Regions from separate parts of the Zea mays genome. Here region 2 is linked to region 1. Evidence: chromatin contacts called from public Hi-C data. All regions are on one chromosome and are shown on one strand. The core of a region is the stretch at or near the end of the contact, and the rest is flanking DNA. Distances in the headings are between cores, read along the strand shown. Region 1 holds the start of LOC100281510. Region 2 has its middle 29 kb from the start of LOC103651003.

The links. Hi-C and Micro-C count contacts between places; a contact is called where the count stands out from the background.
Region 2: a Hi-C map of bundle sheath shows a contact between it and region 1, with 2.2 times the contacts expected there. The contact joins the enhancer-like site here to the promoter of LOC100281510 in region 1. A contact is called at or near these places in 2 of 25 Hi-C or Micro-C datasets (bundle sheath and endosperm).

What each region holds. Positions count from the first base shown.
Region 1 is chr3:183,635,254-183,640,427 of Zm-B73-REFERENCE-NAM-5.0, forward strand. It overlaps LOC100281510, which reads right to left and starts at 2,486. Exons shown (of 3, transcript NM_001154428.3): 1 at 1,692-2,486; 2 at 1-293. The coding sequence starts at 2,200.
Region 2 is chr3:183,803,763-183,809,624 of Zm-B73-REFERENCE-NAM-5.0, forward strand. It overlaps the pseudogene LOC109945160. Among protein-coding and RNA genes, the nearest start is that of LOC103651003, 29 kb to the right of the region's middle. Within about 2 kb of position 3,654, at least 14 of the 20 cell types and tissues checked have an H3K27ac peak or open chromatin away from gene starts, as enhancers often do. A contact at or near this core is called in bundle sheath, where this site is marked.

The sequences.
Region 1 (5,174 bases), core at 1,236-3,735:
CGTACTTGGTGTACTCTCCAACTTCAAAAAAGGCACCACCGGCGAATTCTTGCAATGCTTTGGAGGTTTGGAAAAACCCAATCAGATCTGAAAGATCACAGTCACCCATCTTCAAAGAAATCAATGATTTACAGTTCTTTGCAAGAAGCTCCAGATCAGCAGGCTCCACTTTGAGTTCTGTCATGTAAAAGTTCAGTGTCACCAGAACAGAATTGTTGACAGCGAGTTCATGGAGCCATTCACTCCCTTCATCCTCAATTATACATTCTTCCAGGAACAAGGTTCTCAGAGACCTGTCAAGACGATTTATGACAAGTTACTGTTGTGATATCATGCAGCCAAAGCAACTAGAATGATAAATTCACTGTGCATCATCAGTAAATGATACGTAAAATATGAATTGTGTGTGTGTCAAACACAAAACTTCCATGAAAATCTATTATTCAACATCCTTAAGCCAACTGGTTCAACAACATTATTATAGAATTCAAACTAAGAAATAAAAAATTAAACCGCCCAAAAAGACTTCTGGGAAGAAGAAAGGAAAAAGATGCTGACTGAAATACAAGTCATGGTACCATATGAGATGTGTTCTTGATTGAATTGGTAGATAACTGAAGTAAACAACGCGCAAAACAGCAACCAAATTTTGGTCAAAATGTGTTTCATTGAGGACATGAGTGCTCTGCCTTGGTGACACCTCAAACAGCCTGCTTATGCGAAATTGTTGTACTAAGAACTGGGACTCCTCACGTAACATGACCAAGTACAAGTACATATTGAAATGGAAACAAAAAACACTGAACTAACAATCAAACCAGCAGTGCTAGGGATGTGTGTTTTGCATATCTAAAACTCTTGTTGATTTATGCGAAATTGTTGTACTAAGAACCGGGACTCCTCACGTAACATGACCAAGTACAAGTACATATTGAAATGGAAACAAAAAACACTGAACTAACAATCAAACCAGCAGTGCTAGGGATGTGTGTTTTGCATATCTAAAGCTCTTGCTGATTTATGCGAAATTGTTGTACTAAGAACTGGGACTCCTCACGTAACATGACCAAGTACAAGTACATATTGAAATGGAAACAAAAAACACTGAACTAACAATCAAACCAGCAGTGCTAGGGATGTGTGTTTTGCATATCTAAAGCTCTTGTTGATTTATGCGAAATTGTTGTACTAAGAACTGGGACTCCTCACGTAACATGACCAAGTACAAGTACATATTGAAATGGAAACAAAAAACACTGAACTAACAATCAAACCAGCAGTGCTAGGGATGTGTGTTTTGCATATCTAAAGCTCTTGTTTATTTGTCTTCAAGAAAATTATCGCATGTTATGGCCTAAGATCGCATCAGAGCTTGCCCATGACAATATCTCAGAAAAGAGGAAGGAAAATCCAGAAGCGGGCGAGCTGCATCTTGTCCGTATTAGAACATGTGAGTACTTAGAGAAACTGACACACGGCTCGATCTTATCTCTGTTACTCCGTTTTAGGAACATCTCCACGGGACGAAGAATCATGATCTCTCTAGAGGGGGGAAATATCAAGTACTCAAGTGCGCAACTACCCAGCTTACTTTCCCCGCACACCGTAATGGGAAAGCAGGCCGAACAAACACGGCGTTGCAGATCAGCAGATGAACACGACTACACGACGAACATAAGTACGGGTACTACCTGCAGGAGCGCGCGACGAGGCAGAGGGCGTCTGTTGAGAAGCCGGAGCACTTGTCGAGCTTGAGCACCTGTAGCATGTGGCCGCGCGCGCGGACGAGCACGGCGATGTCCTCGTCGGTGACGGTCATGCGGCGCAGGTGGAGCGCCTTGAGGCAGTCAAGGGGCGCGGCGAGCTCGGCGACCCAGGGCGCCGCGTAGGCGCCAAAGTCTTCGGGGATGAGCCCGTACATGGCGGCGCGGGGCCTCCCCTTGAGCGCGAGCGACTCGAGCCGCGGGAACCTGGCGAGCAGCCGCGCGGGCTCCACGGCGTAGCAGAAGCCCACGGTGACGTGCTTGCGCGAGAGCGCGTCGATGCGGTGCCAGAGGCGGCACACGAGCGAGGCCGCCTCCCGGTCTCGCGGGTCGTCCATGTAGCCGAACACGAGGTGCAGCGCCTCCTCGGGGACGCCGCCGCAGCCGAAGCTGAGCGCGCGGCTCAGCCGGCGCGGCTCCGGCACCTCACCGCCCATCGGTCGGGATAGGGGAGCGAATCTGCTACCGCGCGGGGCCGGCTCGTCGGAGATCTAGCCGAGCGGGGGCATGGAGATTTTTGCTGCACCTGCCGCTGTGATTTCTGCAGGTGTGGTGTGGGCTTGCGAGAGGACGGGAGGAGAGGCGGAAGGGAATTATTGGAGGTAGGAGCAAGCCTCTGCCTCGCCTCCGCAAGAGCGAGGGATGAGTAGTAGCGGCCAGCGAGGAACGGGGAATGGAGGCTGCGCTTACTCCGTTCCTGCGCCGATCAGCCGGTGGTTTCACGCCACGTAAGCACCCGGGTGCAGGAGGTGAGGTGATAAATTACGTCGCCCGCCGGGCGCAGCACAGTGCTCAGTGAGCTGCACCACAACCAGCTCAAAAGGGTGTCTGTCCGTGTGTCTCCCTTGTCTGTGATAAGAGAGAAATCAATTATGCTATGCGGCTATGCCCATTCCGTAGCAACAACAGACTTGTTTTTTTGTGCGAATCTTAGGCTGGTTCTAGCGTTGCTAGGCTCCTACCGATCATACAACGATGTGGTCAATCTTTATCTACCATAATGTTTTAATGCACAGACTTCATCAGCGTATAGTCATCTCAATATCACATTAGCTTTCTTTTTATAAACCTTTATTTAAAATAAAACATGAAATTGTATTAGAAAAATCATCGACCACATAATTAAAAAAATAGAAAATAAATAACTTTTAAAAAGAATCACAAATTACATTATTTGAAAAAAATACACATTTCTTAAAACAATTAAAAATATACTACTTGAAAAATACATAATTATTAAAAAAATAAAATCTAATTTTTATGGTGCAGGTCTTAGATATACTTTATTAAATTATATTGGAACTGATCATAACTAAACTAGTATGGATTGTGGCCTCACGTTAAAGAATGGTTGCAAAGTTCATAGGTGCTTCTGGACTCCGGAGTGATGGTTGGTACTGCAACAGAGAACTCGACTATATCACAATCATCCACATCGTATGCTTCTTCAAGCTCATCCTTAATGATCATATTGTGCAGAATAATACATACACACATGGTCACACTGAGTACTTGGTGAGAAAAAAGAATGATCTAGCCTAGTGACAATGTGGAAGCGAGCCTTAAAGACCCCAAATGATATCCCTATATCCTCCATGTGCCCTTCTAGCATGCAACAGGCATCTGCTGTTTTAGAGTCTATGGGAAGGGAATGGTCCTCATAAACAACGACATCCAACGGGATAGCTCCTCCATCGGCAAAGTAGTTCCCTTGGGTGTACTCATGTCTATTTATCGTGAAATTCACATTTGGTGCTTCTTGTTTAAGCATGTTAGTGAACAACAATGCCTGGTGACTAGTTGAGCACGTTGACGCGTTGTTAGACCCCCAAAACCTCGCAAAAAAGCATGCCAAATCCATACGTTACATGAGGTAATCGCCTTGAGCATGATGATTGGGGATTATGTTTACTCTTATAAATTGTAATATGCATCCAATTGGATAGCTCCTCCACTACTAATCCATACAATCTATACTTCCTATCATACTAGAAAATCCCATCTCCTCCTCGTTAGCTAAAAGTTACCTAAGATCATAACAGTGGGACGACAACTATACTTCTCACTAAAACATGAAATAACCCCCTTATAGGAATGTTCTATCCTTCGAGGCACTCTAAGGCCAACCTTTTTGTATTTCGATATACTTATCAATAGAGTCAACAACACTACTATAGGCGAGCATACATAGGGTGGTGGTGCATTTTTGGTAGGGGGAGAAATCGTTGCGGTTGAGTGCATCGATTCTAAGAGTGAAATAGGAAAAATGCTCACCTAACCTAAGCAAGATTTGAAGAAACATACTCTTTCACATGTGGTACCTTCAAAGAAAGTAAAGTGAAGGGTAGATACACGGGTCGTTAAAGTAGTCTTGCATCAATCGGTCGTGGACGCCTTCACAATCATGTTTGATGTAACTCTGAAGTTGTGTCCCTTACCTCCTCCTCGTTAAAGATCTGAAGGAAAGCTTTATGGTCGCATGCATCATAGTTTGATGCAACATATCAAGCATCTTGTCTTCAATCATCTCAACATCTGAGCTCGAGTAAGACATAGCAACAATAGTTTAGTGAAGTGAAACGAAAGTAAGAGGAGTGCGATATGAAGCGGTAAGAACAATTTTGAGAGTTAGGGTGTGAATAAACTCAAACAACCCTCCCAATTTATAGGCTAGTTTCTAGGATTTTTTATTTATATAGTAAACCAATCAAAAATTGTAACATGGCAAGAGACGGTCGGTATAGACGGGTTGGGGTCGGTAGCGTGCGGGTCAATACCGATCAGTCTAGTTCTAGCGTGGTTGATATCGACCAAACCAATCAGTTGGCGGCCTAATCAACCATCCGATCTAACTGACTAGCGTTGGGGTCGCACCGATCAGTACCGCCTATACGGCAACGTCACCTGGTTCCGGCTCGGGTTGGATCCAACCTTATAAATGTTGCTCTTTCAAAAAAATGTGTTGCAAGGCATCACAATTTTCAATTTTATCAGTAAGATAAAAAAAAGTATATATAGGAGAAGTGTCGTCAGATCAAACTTGGAATTTATATCTAGAGGCGAAGTTTGGAAAATACAAGAAAAAGCAATTGGTATGACTAATCATGTGGTATGATGTCTAGCATCCGGTGGATTTGGTGGCAATATATAATTATTAGTACGTAAGCCCGTCTTTTCTTCTGAAAGATTGTACCATACTGCTACGAATGGATCCTTTCGTCGTTTTGCTTTGTTGGGATTTGTCTTATATATGTCTAGTTGCTTGATCATCTAAGTTTAATTTAGACATGTCCTTTTCAATAGACCACCATTGCTAAAAATGAGAATACAAAAGTTGGAGGAGACCAGTCTACACGCTATCAGATGATAATATATACCAACGTCTATACATTATTCAATATAGCAGCACAA
Region 2 (5,862 bases), core at 2,404-4,903, 170 kb after region 1:
GTTCTATATCTTTTTAAATAACTGGTATAAAATTTGAAACGGATTTGGATTCAAATGTTTTTCACTTTTTTGTTGTAGGGAGAAAATAATGCACATAAAAAATCATGCAAAATTATTCTTTTACTTCATAATATTCTTAACAACATAATATTCTTTTACTTCAAATTTTATGCACATCTATATTAAAAATATTAGATTTGTCATATAAGTCGAATGTTTTAGGAACATCCCTAGAGCTTGTTCGGTTGGGTCTAGATCGAAGTGGATTGAAGGGAGTTAAATCCCTTTCTATCCAAAATTGTATCATTTCCCTTTCATCCAGACCGAACCAAACAAGACCTTAATAGGTGTGAAGTGATTCGGTTGGGTGAGTTTTACAAAGTTTAAACTGATGGAGTATATAGTGTATAGATACAGATTTGGATGCTCGCTGATTGAGTTACCACTTCACATTTGTTTAGGAATAAAATTAACCGACTTTTGCTGCAAAAGTATTGGTACTCTGGTCAGAATGATGTCCAGTTTTGCTGATTAGTTTTGCTGATTTTGTGGGTCTTAAATTTTCAGGACTAAAGATATGCAGGACTTGAAGAAGGTGCCATGATTCTGCTGACAACAATATGACGTGCTTCTTTGCATGTGCCCTTTGTTCAAGTTTATGCTGAGACAGATTACAGTGCTGCACCATTGCGCCGAGTGATCGCAAGTCTAATATTTGCAGATGTTTGGTTAAGGGCTCCATTCACTTCGGTTCAGCCATCTTTTGTGAACAGAAACTAAAAAGAGTGTTAAATCGTTCCCGTGCATCTCTTTAGGCAAACAAATCAATATCCAACTTCATCTAAGCCAAATTGTTTTCCGTTGTACAGGAAAATGGTAAAAAACTGAGGGAGAAAAATAGAGGCTCTTAACCACGTCGTTATCTTGTCTGCATCTGGTTGCCTTGTGCTGTTGGCATGACAAAACCTTCCAGTTTCACTCTAGTTTGGTCACCTATGTTCAGCGGGTAGCACATCAGAACATTACATATGTTATTTCCTTTACCTATGCCTAAACTGAAAAAATTCGCACCTTTCGCTTTTGCTGCGCTGTCGGTTTTATCCCAATCCATATGGATTGAGGGGGATTGAAGGGGTTTCAATTCACAATAAGTCAAAATCCCCTCCAATCCGTATCAATCCCCTTCAATCCATATGGATTGAAAATAACCGAACAAGCCCTGAAGCGGAATCTGCCTCCTGCGGAATGATTTCTGCACTCCATGTTTCTTTGCATTCAGCAAGATGCACGTGCTGCTTGTATATGGTGTGGTCAATTTTTTTAAAAAATCCTGCATATAATTTGGTAGGCTCTAAAGAAAAAGCCCCTTGATTTGGGCTTTCAGCACTCGGACAAAGAGGCATGATGATTGATGGCTTGATGTGGCCATTATCTTCAAACTGGCAAGTATATTGGTACGCAGTACATTGCAGGGGAGGGAAGAGGAATGATACTCCTACGTTGCAGAGGAGGGGAGAGGAAATCCTTCGCTGCATGTCTGCCTATATGATAGTAGAAAATATGACCCCCAAACATTAGACGATATTTGTTTTATGACCTCACATCAGGTACTTCTAAAATAGGCTTCAAATTTATTAGCAAAACAAGCCCATCGATTTAAAAGGCTAAAGGAAAGAGAAAGATGCAAATTATAATGGCCTACAAGAAGCATGTGTAAATATTTGATTTTATTGGGCAGTCTTATACCCCTCCGTCCTAAAATAGTATTCGTTTTAGGTCTTTATTTTTTATGTTTACATTCAACTCGATGGTGATGAATTTAGAAACATATATATTAGGGTGTGTCCTCTACACGAGCCGGTTTACAGGAATCAGGGTAGAGTTCATTCTAACCGTCTATCCGCGCCCTTGATCAAGAGGGCTATCCTAACTATTGGTTGCAGCCCTCAGTCACACAACGTCATATAAGTAGATTAAGGGGGCCAGCAGGTTTAGCCAACCCTAATCACTCGACCACAAACCCTAATTGACACCAACAAAGGTTCCCATCACCTAAGCGTGTGTAGTGACAGGAAGAGTTGCGATCATGGCATCGGGCTCCGTGATCACTCCAACGGGCACGGGATCCAAGCCTCCGCCTGTAGATGCTACTGGAGGAGAAGATCCATTGCCGACCGGCGACGACGAACATCAACCTTGCAAGAACACACATGGAGGTGGTGGAGGAGAAGGAGAAGGCAAGTCTACTATGCCAGACGCTATCACCATTGCTGCCACCATAAACAACAACAACGAAGGTACGTCTACCTACACCTCTCAATAAATTAGAGCTACTCATCATCAAGGTTTTTCTAGTACGGATTGGTATTCTAGAGGCTTAGAAATTGATCATAGGCACCACAAAACCTAACAATGGCATCGAAGCCAACCAAAGTAATTCTAGATCTTCTAATCTGCACATGATTTTGATATCACAGAAAAGATCTCGGGTCAAAGTGATTGAACTCAATTTTAATCATCAACGTTTAATCACCCTAAGAATAGAAAAACAAAGAAGTTAATAGAGAGATTAGATCTCGGGTTAGGGTTATGTTTGTGATTTCGGCCACAGTAAGAGGCACGGAGGTCTCGACCAAACACCAATAGAATGTTGTCTCTCTATATCTATTTTTTTATGCTATTGTTCTGCCAATCAATCACTAGTGAAACATCAATATCATTTCTATTTGTATTAAATTATGAGTTTCCGTTAGTATTTCCGTTTTCGTTCGTTTTCGCAATTCCGTTTATCCCACTCCCGTTTCTGTTCCCGACTATTCCGGACCCAATGCCGTTTTCGATGATAAAATGCGGATACGAAAATGGGAGAGTGTTTTTTCCGTCCATTTTCATCCCTACTTACCATGAAACAAACTGATTCAATGTGAAATGCTCCCAAGCGGCATTATGTGTGTTACCCATAACTAGTTAGTTGCTCGCTCGCGTGTTAGTTTGTATATTCACAATATTTACGATATCTATCTTTTGTAGAACAGAGTGGTTAGAAGCTGAACGTGGGAGGGAGAGGGCCACAATATGAACCTCAAGTGGCGCCACTCATTTTTTGTTTTCCTCGCGAGGTATGAAGGAACTCTCACTTTATGCCTTGTTCGGTTAATCCCGTTACCAATGGATTGGATGTGATTGGAAAAAGTTAAGAAGGAGTTTGACTTACTTGGAATTTAAACTTATCCAATCCCACTCAATCCACATGGATTGAGAGCTAACCGAACAAGCCCTTAAAGATATAGTGACGGTAGTATTTGTGCAGATATGGGCTGCTCACCATACATTAGCAAAGAAAATGTCAGATTTCTCTAGATTAACCATTTGTGCAGATCCTCGACTACACATATTCAAAATTTCCAACAATCTATTGGTCCCTCTTTGGCGATGCTTCTGATCAGACAATGCAGTCATACCACAACGAGAAGTTGCGAGATCTAGGGAGTGAATTCCAACTCCCCTCGAAAGCTGTTCGAAACCACCCATATCCATCTGCTGCCTGGCAAGTTCGTTGAAGCTTTGACCATCGCGCTTTGGCCTTTGGAGGAAAGCCAACACACGTCACCTCCGCGCGTGCCTCCGTGACCATCGCGCTTTGGCCTTTATTAGAGGAGCGGGCGGGCGGCGGGCGCTCCCCCGGACGGACGGACGGACAGACAGCGCCCCCGCGATCCAAGCTGGGCTGCAATGATCAGGCAAAGAATTCGGAAAGGTTTTGTCGATCGCGATCGCGTATGAATATGATGGTTCCGGTGTCAAAAAGCGGTCTCTGATCATCATAACCCCCGTCATCATGCGAGCGATTAGGCGCCTGCGCCTCCTCCAGATGCCAGCTCGTCTCGTCACCCCGCGGCGGCGGCGGCGCGCGTGCGCGGTGCGCCGCCGCGTACTCGTGTGTGCGGTGGGAGAGCATGCGTTCCTGCAGCGACCGGGCGCTGTACCAACTGACTGTACGCGACGGGCGGCGGCGGCATCTTCGACTTCGTAGCAAGCACTACGGCTACAGTCGCTACGCCGAGCCACACTACGGGGCAACGACACGGCATGTTCGGTTACACCAATCCAGAGGGGATTAAAGGGGATTAAATCTTCTTATAGTCATTTTTTACTAGAAGGGGATTTAATCCCCTCTAATCCCCCTCTGGATTTGTGTAACCGAACAAGCCCGGCTGGGCTGGAGAAAGGGAAAGAGGCGCGATTAAAGCTGCGGGGCCGTTGCTTTTCTCCGGCGCTTTTGATTTGATTCCCATGCAAATACTACCAAGTCCTCCTATCCCAGCTTTGAGGCCAGAAAAAAGAAGTTGTTTTTTCTTCTCTGTTTGGGCCCTTCTCCCTGCCATTCCTCGCGAGCTTCGAGGGAGGCTTTGCTGCTCGGTCCTGACGAGCCGTTGTTTTCAAAGACAGGCAGAGACAGGCGTAGGAGCAGTAGTAATTTTAATGACAGGCTTCTGGTGGATCGGGTTGAATGCTCATGTTCCCCTTCTCTCTCGCTGGCATTGGATTCTCGTTCCCTGCTCCAGGGATGCAGTCCCATGTCGACGAACAAAGGAATGCAGGCTCCCAGCTGGTCGATCACGATCCAGTGACTTGTGCTGTCCTGTGTGCAGTTGGGCGTTGGCTCACTGCTGCAGCAAGCAAGCATCGCCCGTTGGAGCAATCCTCCATCACCGAACGCAACGCTGGTTCTGCTATGTGGCGCATCAATCACGATTCACGCCAAAGCGTCGCTTTGTGATGCTTCCCCCCCCCCCCCCCCCCCACCCACCCTCCTCCTCCGTCTCCACGTCTAGGGATCGGCGCCGGGAGCATGGAAGTAAGCGCGCGTCTGAGCGCAAGCGGAAAAAGAACACCGATGCGATGCGGTGAGCTCTGAGAGCTTTGCCTTTACTCCATGCGATGCGAGCTAGTAGAGGACAAGTGAGGAGGAGGGCGCGGATCGCCCAAACCGATCGCCGAGCTCTAATTTTGGTAAAGCGCCCGCGCTTCGATCCTCTCTGCCGCTTTGCAGTGCAGGGCCGCGCCACAGGATCTCGAGGGGGATCGATCGGATCCGTCCACGCCCGCGCGCGGCGCCACCGTGCCCGTGCCCCCGTGGTCGAGCGAGCTCCGGGGACCGGGAAAGCCGAGCGAGGCGAATCGACTCGCACGTTACCGCAATCATGAACGGTGCGCTTTCTCGTGCTCGCTCGTCGTTCCGGCCCGTCCTCGCCCCGATGGATCAGCTGTTCTTTTCCCCCCCTCCTCTGGGCGTCTCAGCTCAGGCTCTCTGGCGGTCTGGCTGATGCCCGAGACCTTGGCAGCCGTGTGCCTTTCGCGGGAAATGGCGAGGGCGGAAAGGCGCTGTGGAAAATGTGGCGACGGGGGGATCAGGGATCAACAACCCTTTCTTGCTCGCCTAGTCGCCTTTGCCTTCCGTTTGAATGCGAGGCTAGTTCTGTAGGCAATCACGCCTCTTTTTACAACTGAGGTGACGGAACAACAGCGCTTTGCTGCATGACCAAACAAATTTCAAAAGGAGCCCTGTTATCGCGCTCTCAAGTGAACAGCCGGTCTAGTCTAGGGCAGGCTCGCCAATGTTGCGCACAGGTGCGAATAGCGATGAAAACGAACGGACGGAAAAACCTCTCTTGTTTATTATCGGAAACAGAATCGGCTCCGAAATAGTCGGGAACCAAAACGGGAGCGGGATAAACCGAATTGCGAAAACGAACGGAAACGAAAATATTAACGGAAACTCATAATTTAATACAAATAGAAATGATATTGATGTTTGACTAGTGATTGATTGACAGAACAATAACATAAAACAAATAGATA